Linked DNA regions of Mus musculus: all the other regions are linked to region 1. Evidence: chromatin contacts called from public Hi-C, HiChIP or PLAC-seq and promoter capture Hi-C data. All regions are on one chromosome and are shown on one strand. Each heading gives the region's core, a stretch centred on a gene start, on an enhancer-like site or on the middle of the called end of the contact. The rest is flanking DNA. Distances are from core to core; before and after follow the strand shown.

Region 1 (3,314 bases), core at 62-2,561:
CGGCGGAGAAACACAAAGGGTCTGCCACACACGCCCCCTGGCCTTGGGTCCAGTTCTTCCCAAGGCAGCGACAGGAGGTTCACAGGTAGTAGGGGTGTATAGAGAGAGGCAGGTGTGAAGCCTCCCAAGGTAGCCCTTTGGCGCTAGGACCTCTGTCTATGATTAAAGCCCCCCACGTCCCCAAAACCGTGCTGCACACAAGTCACTTCCTAAGTACAAAGAGAGGCCGCGCAACGCAGCGCAAGAAGCCACCTGCTTCCACTTTCCAGTTAGAGTGTCTCCTGCCCCACCTCCTGACGCCTGGGTTCTTTGGCTCCCACCCCAGCGACCCCAGGGTCGGCTGTCTTGCTTTCTTTGGGTGGCGGCTAGAGAGCGTCTCTCCTTGGTGTCTCCGACTAGCCATTAACTATCTCTGGTCGTACTATTTGGTTCTGATTGTTAAATGTGCTGTCCTCCTAGCTTGGGAAGGGGGTCTGAGGGCCGCTGGAAATGAGGCGGTGCCAGAGCTCTGAAAGGTGGTTTATGCTTTTGCCAGGGAACACCCCCAGTCCTGGGCCCACGTTTGCTACATGAGTAGCCCTGTCTGCAAAAGGGCTGCGCTCACAATATCGCGCGTAGAATTCCTGCTGGGAATTGAGCTCTCTAGGGGTGGCTGTGGTCCTGCCGGATCTACTGTGCTTGTGGCTTGCGCGCAGGGGCGGGGGGTGGGGCGGTTCCTGGGGACCCCATAGAGCAGATATTCGCTTCCAGAAACACTTAACTGTCTGTTTCTGGAGGTATCCCTGACTCTGAGATCCTTGGGATGGCCGATCCCCTGCCCGAGTCTGTGGAATTGCGTGCGCCCCTGGGTTGTCCGCTCACGGGGAGCCTTTGTGCCCTCAGGGTTCCTGCACCTCCCACTGCCTCTCCTGAGCTAAGTTGGGCAGCGCGCCTCCCTCCCGGGCCCAGTCAACTTTGCCTCCGTCGCACGCGCGGAAAGAACGCGCGCGGTGCTTACCCGATCCGGAGGTAGACTATGCCCAGGCTGAGAAAGAGGTGGCCCAGGCAGCGCCGCGCTTTCCGGGTCATAGTCCCCGCTGGTGGCGGGTGCCACGGGCCGGGCTGTGCTGATCCCGCCAGCCGGGCCCGGCGGGGCAATCCACATAGCCTGCGCAGGGGGCGCGGGCCGAGGCTCCCTGGGCGGTCCGTCGGTGCGTCGGTCCGCGCTAGGCACTGGAGACTGTCCCAGAGCGCGGGAGCCGCGGAGCCAGAGGAGGGGAGAACAAGCGCAACAAGGGGCGCCGCTGCGCGCCAGCGATCGCGGCAAGTGTTTGAGGCGCGGGGACTGCGGGGCGCTGCTGCCTCCCGCCCCCGCCCCTCCCTCTCCGCCCTTCCCCCGCCCGCCTCCCGGAGCGCCCGCCCCGCGCCCAAGCGCCCGCGGGTCGAGGATGTCTGCCCCGAGCGCGCTCCCGCGGCGCTCCTCCGAGCTCGCGGCGGTGGGAGGCGGGGGCGTGGAGCGGAGTTGGGGGTGGAGGGCGGTGGAATCCTGCCTGCCTAGCATCCTTCGCTAACTCGCAGGTTGAGACCAGCAGGTGCCCAAGGGCCATCCTCTGGGTGTAGAGGATATAGGCTCATTTCAGAACCCTCACGCCTTGTTAGAGCTCTGTCACACGGGCCAGAAACAGGGAACTGGGGTGGAGACTCCTGCAGAACTACTACCCCACACATTCTCTCCTCACCCTCGTCTGTGCGAGGGGCTGATTGCACCTAAGGCGAGACGTGACAGGATCCTCCGGAATCTTGCTACCGGTGGAGACTTGGAATTGGACTGGAGCCCAATGACCAGTAGCAGAACCTGAGAACACGCGCAGGTGAAAGCTCAGAGCGCTCTCACGGCGACACCTGCTGGGTGCGGCAGGTGGTGCATTCTGGCCTTTTGTCTTTCTGATCAGAGACACGCAGCCCAAGTTTCAGTTGGAGAAACTGAGGAGGTGAAGTCAAACTCAAAGTCACTAACAGGTGAATAGCCAGATTGGAACAAGGTAGCCCCAACTCTAGTGACCCCTACTCTTCTCTCCACTCCAGGCCTGCTTAGCCTTCCAGACTGCAGTTCTTCATGCATACCTTCATGTACAGCCGCTGTTCACGCATGCGTCCACGGGCTACTGGCGCCAGCCATGCTGACAACCGTGGATTCAAGGAACACGGGAGACCTTGGTCTGGGTACAGCCTGGGGGGGGGGCGCTTTCAGAATATGGCCACTACATTGTTCAACCAATCTCCATTGCAAGGAGTTCTCTGTGCGCGCCTTCCTTGCCTCTGGGCAAGCCTGTGATAGCTTCCTCATTGACAGGTGCAGATGATGGTAAATGGATACGTACAGGAGCCCTGTCCAGTAAGCACATGCATAGCTTCAGATGGCACCGGCTGGTGAGAAGGTCACAGGACCGGGGACCGGGCAATGGGAAAGAGGGTTCTGTGCACTAAAATGTTTGTTTTAGCTCTGAGGAAGTGGCTGGGCTGTCCGCAGCAGATCACAGGATTTGGGCCCATTATGGTAGAAGCTAGGAGTGGGTGAAGGAGGAGCAAGGATGAAGAGAAAGAAAGCCAGTGATGTGGAGGGAAGAGAGGGGGACTGTATTCCTAGAAGAGTTTGGAGTCCAATGGAGACCCTGGAGAATAAAGCAGGTAACTCATTTGTGTGTGTGTGTATCTCTGGGTGTCCCATGGAGACACTGATGGGGGCTGGGAAGGGAATTGGACACTGGGGAGCCTGTTGGACTAGGGAGACTTCAACATGGGTTCAGGGACAGATGGGACATTTGTGCTGGAGAACTTTTATTGCCGTTTTGGCATGAATCTGACTGAAGTGGAGATAGCCTTGACCCACTGGTCCCCCAGCTTCCACCTCAGGGGTGCTGGGATTACAGACTGTGCACTCCCACCCTGCTTTATAGGATGTCAGGGATTGAACCTAGTTCTTTTCTAGTGCTAAACCAGTACTTTCCCAACTAAGCTATATCACCCCCCCCAAGCCTGGGGGTGCTTTCAGAACATGGCCACTACAATGTTCAGACGTTCTCCATTGCAAGTTCTCTGTGTCCTCCTGGCTCGCCTCTGAGTGGGCCTGTGATGGCTTCCTCAATAACAGGGAAGAGGTAATGGTGCAGGTGAATGGATGCATACAGGAGCCCTGACCCACCCTAATGACTGCTGTGCTGTGAGGAAACCAGGAATATGTACAGCCACTGCAGCCCACAGTCCTAATTGTGACCTTGACTGGTGGGATCCATTATGATTGCTACACAGGTCACTGAAGGCCCTCCAGATGCCAC
Region 2 (3,409 bases), core at 34-2,533, 600 kb before region 1:
GAAGAGAGTTTGAATTTCCCAGATGACCTCCTAAAAACTGTTGCAAGCCTCCTCTCCTAGTCCTGGTGGCTGATCCCAATTCAAGAACGTCATGCCTTGCTTTTAAACCTTGAAAGGTCCAAGATTACCAAACTGTCTCTATCAGCTTCCAAGCACTGAGCAGGTAGTACTAGGGCAGACTGAGACCAGACCCAAGTCTCATTCAGTCCCCAGGGCCTAGAGTGCCCACATAGGGCAAAGGTTTCTCTTCCCAGAACAGCACCAGCAGAGCCCCCAGAGAGCCTAGAAGGAAGCTGGCATTTGAATCCCACTGCCCCCTGGGAAGCCTGGCTTCACTAAGCACAGCTTTGCTTCCATAAATACCCAGTCCCGTGATGTCACCACCCTAAGCCCGACTTTCACCACCTCCGCTGCTGGCATCAGGCCCAGCAGACGGGTGCTCAGTACCGGCACATTACACCTGTGCTTGACAGCTGGACACTGCTGCCACCTTCACCTGTCTATGGAGAAGGCCATCTCCTGCCACTATCTCAGCCTGCTGCTGGCCTTCCACCTGGCTTGGGTGCAAGCCATGGGCTTGCTGAGTATCAAAGCTTTCCCTAAATAGGTCTGTCAAGGGCACTGACAAAAGCCTAGACCACGGCCATGAGTCTGGGACCCTCATTTGTGGATGTGGATTAGGAGGAGGGTGCCTGCTTCAGTAGGGGACTTTCACAGCTCAAGGAAGACTTGCTGACTAAGATTCTTTTCCCCCTCATCATCAACAACACTGCCTTTGCCGCAGGGGTACAAACATTGGACGAAAGCTTGCTCCCCCTGGACGCCACCTGCAGAGCAGCCACCCCACCTCCACCAAGCCCCTCACTTCAACATGAGTAGTGGTCCTTTCTGCCTCAGGCTTTAGGATAAACTTGTCTTGCATACTCACAAATAGCGTCTTCGGCAAGCCATCCTGCCCAAGTCTGATTTCCTTCTCTCTCCTGCCTGGGCTGAGGAGGCTCAAGGTGGTTCAGAGGAGGAACAGGATGCTCAAGCGAGGTGGAAAGGAAGAAAATGAAAGCCAAGGGCAGTCACTTTCCCAGGACTGGCAGGTTCATCTAGATATGCTGGATGTAATGTGGCAGGGGGCTCCAAACAGGTCCTCCTACGCAGGGTTTACACTGTGCCCAGAAGCCTGGGAAGACGTCGAGTCACCATGGTCGCCAGGTTGGGCGGGGGCGTCTGCCTCGCTGCTACCTGGGACTTCCTTGGGAATTTTCCCTCCCGCACATCCGGGGTGGCAGTGCGCTGGGATGAGGAGGGGAGGGCTGGAGGAGGGGGGTGTCTGTGCCGGTTTGCTCTCGCAGCATCCGGAGGAGGGACAGGAGTGCAGGAGCGCCCCCTCCTTCCAGGAGCAACGTAGTGCGGCCTCGCTGGACCAATCGCCAAAGTGCTCGTTGCCATGGCAACTGCAGCATCAAACAGGGCCGCCCTGTGGGTGCGGCTGCAAAACCAAGAGCCCTGGCGCTGAGACCAATGAGGTGGCTCCTTCTGGCCCTCACTGGAAACCTGGAAATCTGTTGCTAAAATGCACTCGCAGCCCGAAGAATGTAATGATGGCATTGCTTTCCAGGGCAGCTTTCCCGTCCCTGGCATGGAAACATAGGAGCCACTAAACTAAGAACTCAGGAGATCTTGTGTCCTGGAGTTAGGGGCCATGAGACTTCAGCAAGCAGAGTGTCTCCTGGGAATTTCAGATGTGATACTGTAAAATGGGATCATGACAGTTGTGTAACTGGTTCAGGAGGGCTGACCACATACAGTAACTGACATAGCTTGTTATGCACACATCAAATCCTGAGGAGGCACGAGGGTGGGGGGGTGGGGTAGGTGGAGGGGGTCCTCATTCATTTAGGACTAACAGACACAGGGTGGCCCAGCCAGCACTTTGGCCTGAGTCTTCACTTGCAAAGCTGCCTCCAGGGAAGGTAGTGAGAGTGTGAACCCTCTGGATGAGGGTGGCAGTTGCCAGGCTATTTTCTTTGTTCCATTCTTTTAGCTTCTCAGACCCACTGAAGTTGGGGGAAGAGGGAGGCTTCACTCTTGAGTTCTGTTCTTTTATTACAGAGAAAATGGATCTCAGAGGCAATGAAAAACTTATGGAAGGTTACACAGCAAAGAGGGACAGAGGCCAGATGAGGAGGAACTCATTCATCTGGCGAAGTGTCCTTGTATGCAGCGTAGAAACTGCTGAAGCAGCTGGGTAGCCAAAATACAGGGGGCTCTAGGAATGGCCAGTCTTTCCATGAGAGCCCCCCTCCCCAGAAGAATGCTGTCATAGGAATAATTCAGATTTATGTAGGCTTAGCACATGGTAAACTGGTCCACTCTCTCTCCTTGATTGAGTTGCTCTGTATTTTATCAAGATCAGGATACCACCACAGCATCAGAAGAGGTCCTTCCAGAAATGTGTGTCATTAACCACAGCTGCTCATAAAGGCACCCTGGGGGGGTGTGGGTACTAACACCCCCACCTGTGTGCTTGTGCTTTCAAACTTCTTAAAGAGGAGCTGCTTTTCCCACTCTCATATCACAGACGAGTAAACTGAAGCTGTGATTGAGAACTGTCCACCCTGTGTGCACTCTGCTCTAAAGGCCCCATCCTGGGCTGCTTCTTGTCCTCCTTTTGGACCCATGACATCCATTGTATGCCTGTCTCTTTTCTGGCTGCTCTTCCAGAGAGGCACACACATCTTGATCCTGCTGTATTTTAAAGAAGAGTGAGTGATAAAGACCTCCACACTCAAAAACAGCTGCCAAAGCTTTCAGGCTTTGACAAAGCATTGAGTGCAGCACACAGTTGTTCTCACACCTGATGTTCTTTGCCTGGCACCAGTCAGATAAAGGAAACTCCATAATGTTGACATTCCAGCTGGTCTCTTAACTTGAGACCCCAGAAGTTCCTGAGTTTCAGGAAGCAACAGAAAGTACAGGAGCATGCTATCACCAAGTGAGAGTCAGACTGCTTGGTTCAACTTTGAAGATGTGAACACACAAGGTTTCAGAGTCACAGAAATGGTGTGGCAGACTGCACCTGTCCACTTCAACTGTGACCAGATGCCTGAGGTGTGAGTGAGTGGTAGTCAGCCTTGCATGACTGCCTGCCCCTGGGTAGAATTGTAAGACAGGACCACCCAACAATCTACATGTTCAGGCTGAGGCTGACATAGAGCATTTCATAGCCAGTTTCTGGACCCATGTCCCCATCTCATCCCTACAGTCTAGGAGAAGCAAACGCCTCCAGGGCTGGTTCCAGAAATTTCCTATCTAGGACTTTGCCTCATAGACTGGAAAATTCCAACCTGCAGGCTGATAGGGATATTCAGGCAGAGTGTCTCTGTCTTCCAACCTGTGGCCATCTGTCCCCTAG
Region 3 (3,500 bases), core at 373-2,872, 680 kb after region 1:
TATTTCTAATGAGCAAGAGGTGTGTGTGTGTGTGTGTAATTAGATGGTAGAGTATATCCAATCTACACAGCTCGGTGATCAAGGGGAGTGGGTGAACATTGCAGGCAGACACTCAGAGGGAAACGGCGGCACCTTCCCAAGCCCAATGAAGAAGTATAACCCGGAGGCTTTTCAGAATGCAATCAGTGCGTGCCAAAGCTGCTTTTCTCAAATCGCGAAGGAGAGGGGCACGGGACTGCACAAGTCTGGGCTCCAAGGCTAAGCACCTGTTTTAAAAATGGGCCTGGGGCATCTGCACACTTGCCTGGTCCGGCCAGAGGCATGCACATCCTCGGAGCTTTAAAACAGAAAGCTACCATCCATCCCAAGGAAGGTACCGGGAGCTCAGTGCACTCCCAGGACACCGCTCGCTTGCAACATCTCGGCGCGGCGCCAGGCAAGGGCCCGCTTCTCCAGCCTGCAAGCGGTGCCTACGGGATCGGCCGCACCTGCCCGGCCCAGGCCTGCGGGCCTCAGCTCCGGCGGCGGCCGCAGCGGCAGCGGCGGCGTTCCGGTGCGCGCGCGCGCTCAGCCAATCGCGTGCTCGCCCGCCCCCCGCCGCCGCGGTGAGGCTGGCGCCGGGAAGAGGAAGAGGAACATTCGCCCTCCTCCTCCCAGCGCGCGGGCGGCGGCGGCAGCGGCACCGGGGTCACGAACTCTGACCTTTCACTGACAAAAACAATAACAAAGCGCGGTCCCTCCGCGACCCCGGCGGTGCCAGGGCCCAGCCCGCCGCCCCGCTCCGCACCGGCCCGCCGCGGCGTCCCGGCCGCCCGAGCCCCCGGGCTCCTGCCCTCCGGCGCCTGCCCGGCCCGCGCCCTGCCCTCCTAGCCGGGGGCGCCGGCCGCAGACACGGGATCTGCTCCGCGGTTGTGGTGGCGCCCGACCCTGAGGTAAGAGCAAGCCCGCCGGGCCAAGCCGCGGCGCGGCGCGGCGCAGCGCGGCACGGCGGAGGAGGGCAGGCCTGCGCCGCCATGGAGGCCGCGGAGGCTGAACGCGGCCTTTTACCTTTGCCACGGGGCGGTGGCGGCGGCAGCAGCGGGCGCTTTGCATAGTGGGCCGGGCCGCACCCTTCCCTCCCCTCTCTTCCACTCCCCTCCCCTCCCGCGGCCGAGCCCGGCGAGCCGCTGTCCTGACCGGGCCGGCCGCGCGCCGCGGGGGCGGAGAGGGGGACTGTCCGCGGCCCCGCCTCACGCCTGGCCCTCCGCCAGCGCCGCCATCTTGTCCCCGCGGCGCCGGCCAGGCTCCCCTCGGCGCGCGCCCGGCCTGCCCGCTTCTTCCTGTGTTCCCCGCTCCTCACCCCAGCACTCCCCGCCTGCCGTTGGCTGCCACCCTGGCCCAACCGCCGTTTTTCCGGACTAGGAGGGTGGAAGGGGAGGGAGGGAGGCGTGGGCAGGGCACGACCTCCTGAGTGACGGCCGGGCTGGCCAATCGTTCCCCCTTATAGGAGGGCCACGGCCTGCGGCACCGCCCCCGGGGCTGTGCTGGTTGGTCCAGGTGGGAGAGGGAGGTCCCGGGGGCCGCTAGTGCGGGGTGTGAGGCCGGGCGGGCCAGCCTCTGAGGAACTTGGTGGGTCTCGGGCTGGGAAGCTGGTGATGCTTTTTGAACCCATGGCGCGGCCAGAAGGGAAGAGTTCGTCGGCACTTGGAGGCTCTCCGGGGTTCGCGCTTTCCTCACGACTCTGGACGGAGCCCCTCTGGCGGGCTCAATTTCAGTCCATGAAATTGGGACACCAGACGTTCTTGCCAAGCCTCGCCTCTCTCCTCAGCATTGTTTGAGGGACTGTTCTCTGAAAATGGAGTCCAAGCTACTCTGCCAGCCTCAAAAGTAATTTGCAAATGGTGGTGTTAGTTTTTTCGTCTTATTGTGGTGCTGGGGACGGCCCTGCCATTGAGTAACATCCCTAGTCCCAAAATGGTGATGTGGAAATATATAAGGAACCAACTGGAGTGGAAAACTTGTGAGGTGATTCTCTTTCCTACTTTCATTAAACACAGTTGTGCGTAGCTTTAGACACTAGGACACTACTTCCAGAGATTCAACTGACCTGGGCAAGGAGCCATTCTCCCCCCAGAATTTTGGATGCCGAGGGGATACAAAGGCTCAGAGAATGGTCAGAGAATGGAAGAAACTGGATGATGTGCTGAAGGAATCGTGAGGGCATTAATTTAATTGGATGGTGAGGAAGTCAGGCTTCACTGAATGTTTGAATAGATTTCAGGAAAAGAGCTGGGTTCTGGATAGCAAGCTTGAAGATGGGAAGGGAAGATTTTCCCACACTTTTTGTTGAGTAAATTGTTGCTGATACTATTGATAGCTAAGTGCTGCATATTTAATTGGTGCATTTTTACCCGAACTTGACAGTTGGGATAGCATGCCCAGCAATAAAATGTCCATTATACTAAGCAGGGAATTTGAATTGGACTTCAGTAGGCATTCTTTTAACATATTTATCTTTCCCAGAGATAAAATTGATTGATGCTATGAAGCTACTGAAAATCTCATTTATCAAAGTGGAAAACAAACTTTACAAAATATAATGTTAGCTTCCATTGGAAAGTCTGATGACTAAAATATTTGTGCATATAACATAGTAGGAAGGGCTGGCTAGCATGTAGGAAATCAAGTTTCATCCTTAGCACTGCATAAACTTATGTAGTGCTGCATATCTGTAATCCCAGTTACTGGGGCGGTGGAGGCAGATCAGAAGTTTCAGTGTCATTCTTGGCTACATAGAGTTTTAGGCCAGCCTGGGCTATAAGATCCGGTATCCAAAATAAAATATTTGAAATCAAACAATACCTTTTTAATAATATGAGCAGTCTCAGTTTTAATTCTTTCTTTGGATATCTCAAGAGACAGTGTAAGTTAAGCCAAGCAAACATTTCCAAAAAGAGATTGGAATAAGCTGTCCCAAAGTGACTTGCAGCCCAGTGAGTTCTACACTGTGGATTTTAAAGTTTTCCTGAATATTTATGAGGTGATAGAATCTTCATGAAATAAAGTGACAACCCCCTTTCCCACTCCCAAAGCATGATGGCTCTTCCTTTTGGGTTTTCTCTTTCCAAAAGCTGGAAATTTTAAAATCACAATACAGTTGATATTGTAATGATATCAGATCTTTTAAGGATGCAGACCCTTCTTTCAGGCACATGGGTGAGAAAGTGCCCTGATACCTTTAGTTTCTGATAACAGCAAGAATAGCCTAATCACAGGTTCAAGGCTGTTCAACCACAAAAGGGCGTTCTAATTGGAGACACAGCTATCAATCTGAAGCTGCAGTTTTCTCCAGTTATTTTGTATCGAAATCCTTGTCAGTCTGTAGTCAATCAAACTTTTAAGAGACCATCCAAGTATGGTGGTTGGCACAAGACTTTATCACACACAAGAGTTCTAGGCCAGCCAGGGCTACATAATGAGAATTCTGTGTTGGGATTGGGAGTAAGGTCTGTGTCAACAGT
Region 4 (3,037 bases), core at 94-2,593, 720 kb before region 1:
AGCTGGTTGGCCAAGGAGATTGTTTCTTTTGCCTCCTGTACTGTATTGCTGGCCTCCACCCATCCACTCTGCTTAACCCCCATTACCCAGGGCTGAGAGGCAGTCCTGGAGCAGGGCAGTGTATAGGAATAGCAAAGCCAATGTAGGACAGATGGACTAAGCAGGACACAGTTGTCAGTGACCTGTGGGTTCTGGCTGTAGCTTGCACAGTGGTGAGTTGGCTCCTATATGTAGCAGGCCACAGGTAAGGGAAGAGGTTACAGGAACCCTCTCTTGGTAAATGTGAGGAGTCTTAGACTCAGCTCCTAAAGGCCTCAATGAGGGCTACATACTATATCCCTCTTACCAGGCCCCTCTTACCCACTCCATCTGTACTGCTAGGGATGCTCAGAATCATGCCATCCTAGTTTTGGAGGAGCTGCAGGAAACAGCAAGGTGTGGCTCAGATGTGGCTGGCCCCCACTGTGCCCCACTACCCTCCTGTGGCCTTTCTGGGAAACTACTAGGCTATATGCTTGTAACCAGAAGGCAGGCTAGTCACATGCTTTCCAGGTTCACAAGCCCCAGGGAGACCAGGCTGGCTTCTGATGACCCCAAATCCCAGAGGCCCGAGGGAAGGAAATAATGTAAAATCTCAGGTTAAACAAGAGCTGCCAAGGTCCCCTCAGAGGGTGTGCTCAGCCCTCCCCACTTCCCATGCTATTTTTGACCCTGCTAAGAATAGCTTGCTTTAAATATCCATCTCTTACCACAGCGTGGCTCTCAGGGCTGCCGGCTGCACCTTCCCTGAGCCCCTCCAAAGCAGCCATGCAAAGGACCCAGCCCACAGCTCCCCTACCTTGCCTTTTCCCCAGGCCCCCACACAGACTTGCTACCGGCTTGTTCTAAGACCTTTGTGCTTTACATCAGCCCTGAACATTTGAGGCTCAGCATTTGAGGCTGAGCCAGCTATGGGGACACATGTGTGGACATGATGGATAGGGATTTACCACAGAAAAGTCCCTGTTCTGCTGTCTAGTTCATGAACATCTGCCACCTCCATAAGTGGCCCCTGGAAGGAACTGGGTCTCCTAGGATTTAAAGCTGCTCTAACCATAAACATGGTGCAACATACTGCCTTAGCCTTATAAAGGCTGCCTTAAATTTCATCCTTGGTAAGGGTGTGGGTAGAGGCTCACAGTAGGAGGGAAGATGGATTCATCTCTTGCCAGTCCTGCCTGGGCCCAGGGGTATGATTGTGAAAGCCCATGTGGGTCCTTCCTCCATGCATGAAGCGGGGGAACTCACTTGTTGAAGAGATTTAGGCCAATTCGGTAATGCCTCTTACGGATGACATCGTTGCTGAAAGCTGGAGAGTCCCAGCTGTTGCGGGTCTCCTTGTGGTATGTCTGCTTGCTGAGTGTCTGTTCCCGCAGGCTGTCCCGTGATGAGGACTCAGAGCTGCAGTTTATGGTGTCATTGGAGTTGGAGGTGCTGTTGATGCTGTCATTGTCCCCATCTGAGTAGTCAGACTCAGATTTGCTCTGCCGGTTGGCTGAACCATTGATGGCTAGGTGACTCTCAAGAGGTCTGGGGGGCCGAGGCCGCAATTCAGGTTCCTCCCTGGGGAGGCCTTTGGGGGGGCCACCGTGGGGGCCATGCTTGGGGCTGCCCTGCTGCCCACCGAGGCTGCGCTCATAGGCACTCTGCCTCTTGAGTGAGCTGCGATCTGAGCGGTCACTGAGTTCCACGGAGCTATCACTGGGTGGCTCAATGGTAAGCAGGGGCAGGTGCTCCACCCGCAGCCGTGGCTCTGGCCGCTCCAGTGATGGTGTGCTTCGGCAGCTTGTGTCCGTGTCAGCCTTGTCCTCTTTGTGGGCCAAGGCCCAGTAGTCCTGGGCTGCACCCCCAGACCTCAGCCGCAGGTCCGACTCTGTGCTGGAGGGCCGATCGCCAGCCTGTGAGAGTGGAAGCGGTGGTGACAGCTCTTCCTCATCAATGTAGAGGGTCACATCACTATACGAGGCTGTCATCTCATCCAGTTTGCGGTGGTCCATGCCATGTAGACCTGGTTTGGGCTCAGTGTCCCGAGCCCGGGCCGTGTCTGAGGCTGGTACCTCCTCACTGTGTAGGCTGCGGCAATTGAGGGCATCATCGATGGATTCAGCCAGGGATTTCACCTGCCTGGAGAAGGCATCCTCCAGTTCCGTGATGGCATCTGCAAAGTCACTGGAGGGGGCTGGAGACTTGAGGGCTGGGTCACTAAGGTCTCCACATTCTGATGGCACCAGGGCCCCCAGCTGGGAGCCATCATTAGTCACAGAGACCTGCTTTCCCTCAAAGTAGGAGCTGTGCACCTTCTCGGGGCCCTCAAAGGAGAACTGCATCCTCATGTTGGACAGCACAATGCGACGTGACATGCGGTTCTCCGACATGGAGCTGCGCAGGCGCTCAAAGTTCTTGTTCATCTGGTATTGGCGGAACGCCGTCTGGATGGTGCGGGCTGCATGGCGGGTCACGAGGCGTCCCCCATACTTGCGTTCTAGCATTTCCACCTAGTGAGGTAAGAAGAGGAGAATGTGAGCCCTGTGTGATGACACAAAGATAGACAGCTATGCTCTTCTATGCTCCATAGGGATATAACCTGGGATGTTCTTACCATATTCCCAAGTGGTTTAAAACAGCAGCTTGGGGCTGCTGAGGATTTTCAGTGTCAAATGGGATAAGTGCCAGGATAAGACAAGATTGGGTAAAGGTGGCGGTGCACAGATGCTGAACATCCCAACACTTCTGGTCATAGAAGCTGTGGGCCCTGGAGGTCAAGATGCATCTACAGATGTCACCTGTAGAGCCTGAAGTATGAGCAGTTAGAACCTTGCCAGGGTCTTGGCTTGACCCTGGCTCTGTCTCCCATCAGCTCTGGATGAGTCTTGGAACCATGAAGCTCCCCATTTCCTTATCTGTGATGCAGGGCAGCAGTAGGACCCTTTCTAGTGCTTTGGTAAGTTCACAGTGATGAGCCAAGTGCTTGGCACAGGCCATGGGCATCTGGCTAAAG
Region 5 (3,498 bases), core at 349-2,848, 700 kb before region 1:
TGTTGTGTGCGATACCCGTGTTGCCTCTGCCTGCACAGCCCCAGTGACAGATAAGGCGGCGGCAGCTCAGCACGGTGACCACTTGCCCCAGCAGCACATCTAAAACTGGGCAGATCTGGGACTCTGGCCAGGTTCTTCCAGCTCTTGTTGCCATCCCCCTAGCTGCTGACATCACTTCCAATCTAGGGTGGTGGTAGGGGTGGCTAAGGGAGACCCTCTCACATCTCCCCCTCTAGGATTTAGGGGTGGCTAAGGGAGTCCCTCTTTCATCTCCCCCTCTAGGATTGAAGCTAAGCCCTGAGCCCTAGGCCTCAAGTGCCAGAACAGACAGGACCAGAATCACCAGTGCGGCCCAAAGCTCCATCCAACACAGGTCACCCACTGAACCCAAGGCCCCAAAGCTCTATCTACTAAATCTGCCTCAGGGCTGGGATTTAGACCTCAAGGTCTGCAGTGCTCAGTATCTCTGGCTTTCGGATTCTGCCTCATAGAGCATGCAGGCCATGCCTCCCTCTCCACCCTAGATGAATGGCAAGTCATCTTGCTGGGTACACCTTCCAATCCATAGGCAAGGCAATTCCTCTCATCTCTGTGTGCTTTTTAGCAGCTATTAACAGCACTATAAGCACAAGAGCCTGTGGACCATCATCACTTCCTTCTGGTCTGACCTATTCTCGCTCAACCCTGTCAAATGCTCAACAGTTCTTGGCCCCGTCACTGCGATGTCTGCATCCCTCTCTCTTTTAAAACTAGTTTTCTCTGTGGCGAGGAAGTGAAATTAACTACTCCTGTCCAGCAAGACATTGTCCCTGAATAAGCAACACGGTCCTGTCCTAGTATTGGGGAGCCACACCAGCCTGGATGTCAGTGCCACCACCTGTCAGCACTAGTTTCTGTGCACCTCTACACACTGGCATGTGAACTGGTGTCTTCTGTCCTCAAGGCTACCCCACAGCCACCTGCCATCGTCTACATTTTATAAATGGGGAAACTGAGGTACAAGATGTGATTAAGTCACAGAGACACCAGAGAGCATAGCTGAGGCTATAGGGCACAGGTGGGTGGTCTAATAATATAACAAGTCTGCTCCCAACCAATAGGCTGAGCATCCTCATCTACAGGTGACCACAAGGATCTTCACAGAAACGGAAACAGAAAGCCAAAGGGGGAAATCAACAGCCAGGGAGGGCTAGGCCTTTCTAGGTGGCCTCCTCTTGAGGGAGAGGTGGCCCTTCAAAGCCTATTAATAAACACACAAACAACAATAACAAAACCCATTAGAATAAATGACCATTATAAGCACTGCCTTGTAAAGGCTTAGTGGGACCATGAGCTCTGGTCCACATGTTCTGCCTGTATCTGAGTGCCCACACCACCCAGCTTCCAGTCAAAAGAGAAACAGAAGTACCAGGTACTTCTTTTAAAGAGGGTCCCTGGAAGAATGGATTCAGGTTGCGGACAGAATCCAACCCAGCCTGGGCAGCAGGCAATTTGGGGAAACCCTTTCTGTTTGTGTGCACGAGAGGCTGCTCCCAGCTGGGGCCTCTTCCAAATATTCCAGTTTATTAACCATCCTCCTCCCCTCCCGGGGATTAAGTTCACCGCCCACAGCCATCTGTCCTTTCATGTCAGAAGCCACGGCTTTCCTCGCCATGTGGAAGCCGGCATCGGTCCCTCAGTCAATCGGGATAGTCAGCTTTTGTCCCTGGCATCCCCGACCATACATAGCTAGAGCTGGGGCTGCATACAAGATTAAAGTTTTGTTTTTGTTTTTTAAAGAACAAAGTGCTACCCACATACCCCTAGTAGACTCCAGAGAAGTGATTCTTGTGGTCTGTGGGGGGAAAGAGACTCCAGGAGAGCCCGACACACTGTCACTGACCAGAGTACAGGCTGGGGCACTTGGGAAGATTTTGGAAATCTAGAAACCAGGCGATACCAGATCTATTTACACTAGTGCCATTTTGCCAGACATGAGTTACCCCAGAGGAAATAGATTCTGGCTGTGGAGCACACAGGCCCTGAAGCCAGGCAGTCAGGGTGCAAATCCCAGCTCAGCCCTCCCTGGCTGGCGATTCTGTATGGCTTCCTCCTTATATCTGAAATAAGGGATAGAAGCCTGTACTCCTAATTGAAAACAACACACACACACACACACACACACACACACACCACCATCACCACCACTGCTGCTATGCACAGCTATGTGGCTATTACTGGGCTGACCTTTGAACAGAAAGGAAAAGGAAATCCAGTGAGGCTTTGTCCGCAGAGGCCCATGAAAGCTCTACAGAGTGCCTTCAGTTCAAACTGAGCTGTCACTGTGTCGAGAGACCTTGCACCAAGATTATAAAATGTGAAGGAAGCCACTTCCATGATGAGCAGAGAAGCTGTGGCCACGTTCAAATGGCACAGACAAACTCTAAGCAAGTGGCCTCAGAGAGTGTTCCCATGCAGGGTCCCCAAACCAGCCTTCAACTTAGAAGAAGAGAAGATGGTAGGGACCATTTTAATCCAGCAGTCTTGCTGTGGAAGGGAAAAGCTGGACAGTGACTGTCGAAACCACTCACTGGGCTTCTGTGGGCGGAGCGGCTCACCCCACCCCACCCCCACTCACAGTTGTAGTCTCATTTCATGGGTGGGACAATCAAGGCTCAGGGAGGGGAGGCAACATACCCAATACTGCTCAACCAAAAGGGCTAAAGTGACATACTGAGTAACCATGGTTCCTCAGTTAATGTCATGGGAATGAAAGAACACAAACAGGCAAGCCTGTGGCTAAGTCCATCTTGGGTCAACCTCTTCCAGGTTGGGAGAGCATGCCATCCCTGTTCACACCTGTATTCCTGGATGCAGTGGTCAATCTGATAACAGGGCCAGGTGCTGTGGATCACTCAATAAAGGTACCGCTATCAAAGCCAGAGTTGGGACTGGCCCAGCTGGCACCATGCCATATTTTCCCCATAATTGCCATCAATTTTCTCTCTGCAGCAGCTCCCGCAGTGGATCAGCCAGATCCTCTAAGGCCACAGCAATTAATTCTTGAAGAGCCTTAATGGCCTTTAAAGTCATTAGGATCTGCTTTTGAGGACTCAGGGTAAATCTCACTCAACAGCCTTGAGCCTCCTTTCCCCAGACAAACACACCTCTCCCAGGCCTCCAGCCATGGCATAGTCCCAGCCCACTAGAGCTTGGTGGTTGCCTTGCCTCTGTGCTTACTGGGCGGATATTTCACACGTCATCATCATTCAAAGGAAATTTACAAAAGAGGAAGGAAGAAAACACAGCGGGTCACTGGCAGCTGGGAAGTGCACAGTGCTGACTTGGACAAACTGGACAGCAGACTGGAGGCTCCAGGGCTGGCCAGCCATGGAAGGCCACCCATACCCACAAAGCCCCTGCCAGGCACTACTGTCATACCCTATCATTAAAGGGGAAACTGAGGCCCAGAGGGTTGAAGTAACTTGAATTAACTCAAAAGTGAGCTGTGATTTGAAA
Region 6 (3,264 bases), core at 541-3,040, 950 kb before region 1:
CCTTTACATGATGCTGGGGATGCAAATTCTAGTCCTGGGCTGGGAACACATAGAAATTTCTGCTATGCCACTTACATTCTCCGTAGGAGACAAGAGTTTACAGAATAAAATAAAAACTTCTAATACATTAGAAAATAGTAAGTCTCCAGAACTGTTAAACTGGATAGGAAAATGGGGGGTGGGGGATGCAGCAGGGAGCAGGGGGCAAATGCAGGCTCCCTTGAAGATGCCACTTGAGTGAAGGAGGGAGCCATGGGAATGTTGGGAAGGGAATCATACTCAGACAAACAGCATGTACAAAGGTCCTGAGCTTGCGCCTGGCAGGTTAACCTGAGAAAGAGAGGTCATGGAACAAAGGGACCCAAAAGAGACTGAGGAAGGCTGAGAGAATGGGGTTATATATACTTCCTGTGAGTGAGCTGGGAGCCCTGGGAAGGTTCTGAAGCAAGGATGCCTAATGTGACTCAGGTTTAGGCAGAATGTCCTAGGTTGGCCATGGCTTCTAGACAGCTGGGGCATCTTCCCTGTGGACTGAGGCCGCTCAGCTACACTGTTGCTTTCAAGCTTCTGATCTTTGACTGCACTTCTCCCTGGGGGTGGGAGACATTGGACAGACAGAGTGTGAGGAATGCAGAGCCCAGGGTAGGCAGGGCTATGGAGAAGTGTGCTGGCCCAGCCTGACCCTGCCCTCCCTTGACAAGATAGGATCAATCAACTTTATGGACTAGCCAACCCCACCTGCTCTGCGTGCTAGCCCTGGCTAGCTATTCACTGGCTGTAGAATACTGGGGAAGACTCAGACTGGGCCTATGATCAATCAGAACGTTGATGACCATCTTGTGCTAAGCACAGACTCCTTCCGTGCTCTGGCTAAGACTCAGTTTAACTGCTGGATCATGGGCACTCACCTGGAGAATCCTCAGATCCTTATTTAAGGGATCTGGCTAAAAATCCTGGCCCCAACAGGGACGGCTTGGAGAAGCAAGGGGAAAGGCTGGCCACCTCGCAGTGTCAGGTAGGAAGCGCCAGGAAGGAAGGTCTGTCCAAATGTCCTGGGTATTAAGAAGCAGGGGAAAGACAAGACAGACCTGGCTGTGCCTGGCCCTCTATCTGCTTGGCTAAGAAGGCCCACGCTCGCTCTCAGCGGGTTTTTTCACGCCGCCCGGGTTTGAAGCCAGGCAGTGTAGGCTAAAGTGCACAGCAGGGTACCCAGCACTCTCTGCTCACGTGTTTTCTTGGGCTTCACTTTCCTCATTAAACCGGTGCAAAAGCTGTCTATGATGGCTTGGGACTGCAATCTGGAACTCCCTCTGCAGATCAGAAGCACCCTGCAGTCTTTGGGGAGGTGCCGCCACTGGTGGTGGTCAGCAAACCTCCGCAGTTTGTCAGTCGCAGAAGTCTAGGGTAGCGCAGTGAGCGTCCATTCCCGTGAGTAACCATGACCGCTGGAGGAAAGACCAGATGTATTTTTACAATTGGTCCCTTTAGACACGGTCCCTACTAGATCGGGCCTTGTTAGGAATGCGGAGGGGGTTGCAGGGACGATTCCGCTCCCGAGGTCCCACGTGGTCTGCACTTCGGGACTCTGCGGGCTTTCAGTGGATTCTAGAACCCGTCTCACGTGCGCATCGGAGGACCCAGTGCAGATCCACGAAGAGACCGGAGAGCGCGTGGGCAGCGGGAGGGTGCGGCCGAGGCGGGGCGGGGGCGCGTGACGCGCGGCGCTAGCCAATGGGGCGCGCGCCCGAGGCCGAGCCTCCTGCGAGCCTTCGCGGCGCCCGCGGCGTCACGTGAGCGGCCGGAGAGCGGGGAGAGCGGCGAGCGGCGAGCGCCCAGCTCGGCCGCAGGGAGTGCGGGCTGCGGCCAGGAGCGCTGGACGCGCGGCCGCATACGGAGCCGGGCCGCACGCGCGAGGCCGCGCCAGGCGACGCGGAGTCCAGGTGGGAGACGCGCGATGTACCGCGGCCGCGTGGGTCCTCCCTTGGGGATCACGGGCCGTCCCCTGGCGCGCGCTGTAGGAACCACGCGCGGAGGCCCGGGAAATGAGGGGACCCCGGAAATGCGGGGACCCCCGTGAGCGCGCCGGGCCTGCAAAGGGCAAATCCGGTGTGCGCAGCTTCTGCCCGCGGAGCCCACGCGCGTCCGTGGCACTCCTGGACCTGCGCTCCCATATGGCGGGGCCTGGAGACCAAGGGGCGGAGAGGTTACTGTCGGTCACTGTTGCGGTGGCCTAAGAGGGGACGCGAAGGGGGTCACTGGGCGGAGGGTAAGGTACTCTCCGAAGCTGTGCGCCAGAGTCCGAGCCACCTCCTTCCCACGTACTTCACACCCACGGGTGGGCACCCACGCGCGGGCACCTGGCGGACACCCGCACGGCTGCACTGCGCCCAGCACACGCAATCACACGACACAAACTCACACCCATTTGCGCGTACCCGCAGCGTGCGCTTATGTTCCGTATCCCCACGCAGAGTCCTCAGGCCCCTCTGAACAAACATTACCGGAGGGACCGCTGAGGGTAGCAGCCGCAGGGGGCAGGTCATCCCTCTTGGAAACATTCTCCCCTGGAGGGCACAGGGGAGGTTTGCTACCACGGTATGGGAAGGTGAAATCTCAAATGTTTGACTGAGTCCTTCAGATATTGCCCCCGACCATGGGGAGTCCCCGCCGCCCTACAGGTGCGAGAATGGCAGTAACTTTGGGGCCTTCGGACTCCTCAGGGAGAAGACTCTTATTTTGAAGACCGGCCCCCATTCGCCACCCCCGTGATTTGCACGCTGACCCAATGGCTAGCCCTTGGCCGGCTCTCGGCTTGTTATCAATTACATGTTGTTCCTACAGCCGCTGTGTCCCCGGGAGGATAAACAGCAGGCCTGGCCGGCTAAGAGAGGGGGCGGAGTCCAGCGGCCTGCCGGGGACCGTGCCCAGAACAGGGTGCCCCCTCCCCCTGCACGCAGCCTGCGCCTCTGGCTACGCCACGTGCTGCTGTTTTTCTGGGACCGGCTTGATCGCTGGCACTTGGGCTTTCAAGTCCTGGGTCCAGGAAGTCCTGGATCCCCTGGGCCTTCAGTACTTCAGTGTCCCCAGGGTTGCTCAGCACTGTTTTAAGATCCTGTGTTATAACCGGTTAGGGCCACTCCACTCCTGCATTTACTCCTGGATTCTGGAAACATTCAGCAAAGGCTAGGTCTGGTTTTGACTCTAGATCTAGCCCTGTAGTGAACAGTCAAGACTGCTTGTATTCTGGTGGGGCTTGAGCATACA
Region 7 (3,075 bases), core at 215-2,714, 560 kb before region 1:
GTCACTCCTGACTGTCTAGCTGTTCTTTATATGGTCATGTTATCTTGCCACTTTTTGTGCCTGAAAGTTTCATGGTCACAGATATCATGCATTTTACCTGTCTGGGTATTTCTGTATTTGGCTACATCTTGAGCTTTGCCACAGTAAGGTATGTGGAAACAGACACAACTGTACGGTCCTGTCATCAAGATTCCTAGCTGGAACTGATCTATGCTTAGTTGAAGGCACAGCATTGCCTGCCAATTTCCAGAATACTTTCGCTAATGTTCTGTGAATCCTGAGAATTTTTCCAGGTTGGCACTTTGTCTGTCTGTCTGTGAGTGCCAGGCACTCTGATATCTTTGTGACAATAAATCTAAAAGATTCTTCAGCTTTAGGGCTCTAGTGGTGTGCTTTCTTCTTCTTCTTCTTCTTCTTCTTCTTCTTCTTCTTCTTCTTCTTCTTCTTCTTCTCTCTCTCTCTCTCTCTCTCTCTCTCTCTCTCTCTCTCTCTCAGCATGATTCTCCCTCATTCTTAGATTAGACTGACTCTTCCAGCCTTAGACTTACCAGACTCTGGTTCCCATTCCCCAGCTCTCTAGGGTAGATGCACGGAAAAATAGAGGTCACCGTGTCTATTCCCTCTCTGTCAGGGGCCTAAGTAACTAAGTGATTGCTAGTGCCTTGAGAACTTGCTTCATAATTTTGCTCTTTTATGGAGGTTTCAGGTCCCATTTAATCTAAAACCTGGCTTTGAACATGGGTTTTGTTTTTCCAGGAAACCAAAAAGAACTCTGGAGATTCCAACTTGACCCTATGTTACAAGCAGAGACTAGTTTTGCCTTACCTCCTTCTACCCTCCCCTGCTATCCCAAGAATGACAAGTCACATTTTGTATCAGCAGACAACAAGCAGAGTTCTGTTGAGAGGCAGGAAACTGAGCTGCAACCGTCTTGCCAGATTTGGTACTGGCATGTGATATCAGCATTATCATGGTCTTGGTGGGCTTGAAGTGCAGCAGTAATGCTAACCTTGTTCACAGTGGCTGATGTGAGGGACTGTGGCAGTGGAAGAAAGGCCGAAGGAGCCAAAATGGTTCTAGTTGGTCAGGACCCCCAGAACTGCCTTCTACTCTGCACAGGCTGTCTCAGATGCCCAGATTCCAATAGTGTCCCTAGAGCTGAGTCAGCAGTCCCAACTTCCTGTCACTTTGGGAATCTTGGGTAGAAATGAGCTGCTAATCTTTGGGAGGGTACAAATAAATGTGGGGTGATGCCTCAGAAGGGGTGCCATCCAGGCCCTGGACCAGACACATTCTGCCTCTTCATACCACACAAGAAGGAGTATCAGCCTATTTAATTCACAAAACATCTTTGCAGGGAGTAAGTTTCCATGGCAACATCAGTGAGGCTGACAGGGACTGAGGCAACTTGCAGCATCTTCCTGTGTCAGCCCCTCAGGTGCTGTGTAGCCAATGCCCTTGCCAGGCCCATCTCTGCCTGGCTTTGCTGAAAGGACTGGGCTGCATACAGCCAGTTATATAAGTGGTTGCCTTAGAAGAACTGCTGCCCTGAGTCACGTGGAGCTGGCAAACTAGTTCAAGGTAATTTATGACTTTGGGATGCTTCAGTTTCTAAATACAACAGACAGCTACAAACTGCAAACACTTTAAATTTCTGGCCCAAGGGGGATGTCACAGTCCAACCTGGGCTGTACTGGGACCTGGCTAACAGGGAAGGTTTGTGGAGCTAGTCTGGCTTACCTAGCCCCAGGCCAATAGAAGGCTACTCTTGAGCCTGAATAAAGACTCCACCATTCCTCCAGGAGCTTCCTGTGGCACATGCTGACATCTAGTTTCACCCAACACATATACATTCTGCTGTTTCCCCTCTTGCTCCGCTGTATTATAGCTTACAACCTACAAAACCCCACCCTGCCTTGGGACCTTTGTATATACAGCATCTTCAGCCTGGAATACTGTTCACACCAGGGAAGAGCTTAGTGCAGGACTGAGGGAGATGATGGTCTGTACTGGCTAGCTTTGGGTCAACTTGACACAGCTGGAGTTACCACAGAGAAAGGAGCTTCAGTTGAGGAAAAACCTCAGGGGGAAAGGCCCCTTGTGGGTGGGACCATCTCTGGGCTGGTAGTCTTGCTTCTTAAGAGAGCAGGCTGAGCAAGCCAGGGGAAACAAGCCAGTAAGGAACATTCCTCCATGGCCTCTGCATCAGCTCCTGCTTTCTGACCTGCTTGAGTTCCAGTCCTGACTTCCTTTGGTGATGAACAGTAGTATGGAAGTGTAAGCTGAATAAACCCTTTCCTCCCCAATTTGCTTCTTGGTCATGATGTTTGTGCAGGAATAGAAACCCTGACTAAGACATGGTCTGAGGAGTAGGATGTCAATAGAGTCCTAAGCTCTGCCTCATCACTGGGGACTGGCATGAACAGACCTTCCTTTGCTCTAGGTTTCAGGGTATCAACATTCTGTCCTGGGTCCCCCATTTTGCTAGAAATCAAGGAGACTGGAAAAGGAGAAAAGGAGACTATCATGCACAGGAGACAGAGGAAGAAGCCCTACAGTCACTCTGTATCTTTTGAGAAATAAGCCAAGATGCTTCCATGATGAGCAGAGACATGGGCGTTAGGGAGATAGAAAACAACTGAGTAACTGAATCAGTCCAAATGTGTATAGCCTCTGCACTGAGTGTGTGGATACAGCTGAGGCTCAGACCTGCCCTCGGTGCTTCCTTAGTCTCCCTGTATGGATCAAGCTGGATCAGCTATCAGCACAGACCCACCAATCCTCCACTCTATCCTCACATAAATGCTTAAGAAAAGTCACATTCCCTACCACAGAATTCACATAAGTCAGAAACCACAATGAGAGGAAAAGGGAGATGGGAAAGGTCTTGGGATCTGTGATTTTTGAGATGTCCTGATATGTAGCTGAAGAAAGAAGGCCCATGCTACAAGTGCTCCTGGGCCACCTTTGTGGCCCCATGGGGAAATTAAGGCATATTCTAGCCTCATTTCATACTCAACCAAATTTCAGACACACTAAGGTGAAAAGTAAAGACAGAAAATGTGGAGAAGCAAG

Evidence for each region. A called contact is a pair of places that touch in the nucleus more often than the background predicts. HiChIP or PLAC-seq counts read pairs in DNA pulled down with a chosen protein or histone mark. Capture Hi-C pulls out chosen DNA fragments and counts their contacts.
Region 2: a contact with region 1 is called in an H3K4me3 HiChIP or PLAC-seq map of forebrain, with 6 times the contacts expected there. The contact joins the promoter of Iqsec1 here to the promoter of Wnt7a in region 1. A contact is called at or near these places in 14 of 39 promoter capture datasets (the 3T3-L1 cell line, 3T3-L1-derived adipocytes, the C10 cell line and 9 more), 35 of 484 Hi-C or Micro-C datasets (the 3T3-L1 cell line, 3T3-L1-derived adipocytes, the N1E-115 cell line and 22 more), 10 of 115 datasets of contacts at active chromatin or transcription factors (SST interneurons, astrocytes, craniofacial prominence and 7 more) and 1 of 9 other capture datasets (embryonic stem cells).
Region 3: an H3K27ac HiChIP or PLAC-seq map of embryonic stem cells shows a contact between it and region 1, with 9 times the contacts expected there. The contact joins the promoter of Nr2c2 here to the promoter of Wnt7a in region 1. A contact is called at or near these places in 1 of 39 promoter capture datasets (liver), 2 of 484 Hi-C or Micro-C datasets (both in embryonic stem cells) and 1 of 115 datasets of contacts at active chromatin or transcription factors (embryonic stem cells).
Region 4: a Hi-C map of cerebral cortex shows a contact between it and region 1, with 3 times the contacts expected there. The contact joins the enhancer-like site here to the promoter of Wnt7a in region 1. A contact is called at or near these places in 2 of 39 promoter capture datasets (embryonic stem cells and hippocampal neurons), 1 of 484 Hi-C or Micro-C datasets (cerebral cortex) and 1 of 115 datasets of contacts at active chromatin or transcription factors (embryonic forebrain).
Region 5: a contact with region 1 is called in an H3K4me3 HiChIP or PLAC-seq map of stem cell-derived neural progenitor cells, with 14 read pairs. The contact joins the enhancer-like site here to the promoter of Wnt7a in region 1. A contact is called at or near these places in 2 of 39 promoter capture datasets (the C10 cell line and hippocampal neurons), 1 of 484 Hi-C or Micro-C datasets (embryonic stem cells) and 3 of 115 datasets of contacts at active chromatin or transcription factors (embryonic forebrain, pancreatic cancer cells and stem cell-derived neural progenitor cells).
Region 6: a contact with region 1 is called in a promoter capture Hi-C map of liver, with 2.5 times the contacts expected there. The contact joins the promoter of Klf15 here to the promoter of Wnt7a in region 1. A contact is called at or near these places in 2 of 39 promoter capture datasets (hippocampal neurons and pre-B cells), 1 of 484 Hi-C or Micro-C datasets (cortical neurons) and 1 of 9 other capture datasets (liver).
Region 7: an H3K4me3 HiChIP or PLAC-seq map of forebrain shows a contact between it and region 1, with 3 times the contacts expected there. The contact joins the enhancer-like site here to the promoter of Wnt7a in region 1. A contact is called at or near these places in 4 of 39 promoter capture datasets (the 3T3-L1 cell line, hippocampal neurons and liver), 2 of 15 datasets of contacts at CTCF or cohesin (the NIH/3T3 cell line and large pre-B cells), 1 of 484 Hi-C or Micro-C datasets (myocytes), 7 of 115 datasets of contacts at active chromatin or transcription factors (embryonic basal ganglia, embryonic forebrain, embryonic hindbrain and 4 more) and 1 of 9 other capture datasets (embryonic stem cells).

Annotation. Positions count from the first base shown.
Region 1 is chr6:91,410,042-91,413,355 of GRCm38.p6, forward strand. Wnt7a (wingless-type MMTV integration site family, member 7A) reads right to left here and starts at 1,312. Exons shown (of 4, transcript NM_009527.4): 1 at 998-1,312. The coding sequence starts at 1,068. Gm30437 (a long non-coding RNA gene) reads left to right here and starts at 1,287. Exons shown (of 2, transcript XR_377869.4): 1 at 1,287-1,970; 2 at 2,065-2,675.
Region 2 is chr6:90,808,840-90,812,248 of GRCm38.p6, forward strand. It overlaps Iqsec1 (IQ motif and Sec7 domain 1), which reads right to left and starts at 1,284. Exons shown (of 14, transcript NM_001134384.1): 1 at 929-1,284. The coding sequence starts at 951.
Region 3 is chr6:92,090,811-92,094,310 of GRCm38.p6, forward strand. Nr2c2 (nuclear receptor subfamily 2, group C, member 2) reads left to right here and starts at 1,623. Exons shown (of 15, transcript NM_001347342.1): 1 at 1,623-2,004.
Region 4 is chr6:90,688,293-90,691,329 of GRCm38.p6, forward strand. It overlaps Iqsec1 (IQ motif and Sec7 domain 1), which reads right to left. Exons shown (of 14, transcript NM_001134384.1): 3 at 1,288-2,534. Among named protein-coding and RNA genes, the nearest start is that of Slc41a3, 85 kb to the left of the region's middle. Within about 2 kb of position 1,344, at least 35 of the 459 cell types and tissues checked have an H3K27ac peak or open chromatin away from gene starts, as enhancers often do. A contact at or near this core is called in cerebral cortex, where this site is marked.
Region 5 is chr6:90,710,078-90,713,575 of GRCm38.p6, forward strand. All of the region lies in intron 1 of Iqsec1 (IQ motif and Sec7 domain 1), which reads right to left. Among named protein-coding and RNA genes, the nearest start is that of Iqsec1, 98 kb to the right of the region's middle. Within about 2 kb of position 1,599, at least 50 of the 459 cell types and tissues checked have an H3K27ac peak or open chromatin away from gene starts, as enhancers often do. A contact at or near this core is called in stem cell-derived neural progenitor cells, where this site is marked.
Region 6 is chr6:90,460,786-90,464,049 of GRCm38.p6, forward strand. Klf15 (Kruppel-like factor 15) reads left to right here and starts at 1,791. Exons shown (of 3, transcript NM_023184.4): 1 at 1,791-1,940.
Region 7 is chr6:90,846,822-90,849,896 of GRCm38.p6, forward strand. It overlaps a transcript of Iqsec1 not described here. Among named protein-coding and RNA genes, the nearest start is that of Iqsec1, 38 kb to the left of the region's middle. Within about 2 kb of position 1,465, at least 16 of the 459 cell types and tissues checked have an H3K27ac peak or open chromatin away from gene starts, as enhancers often do. A contact at or near this core is called in forebrain, where this site is marked.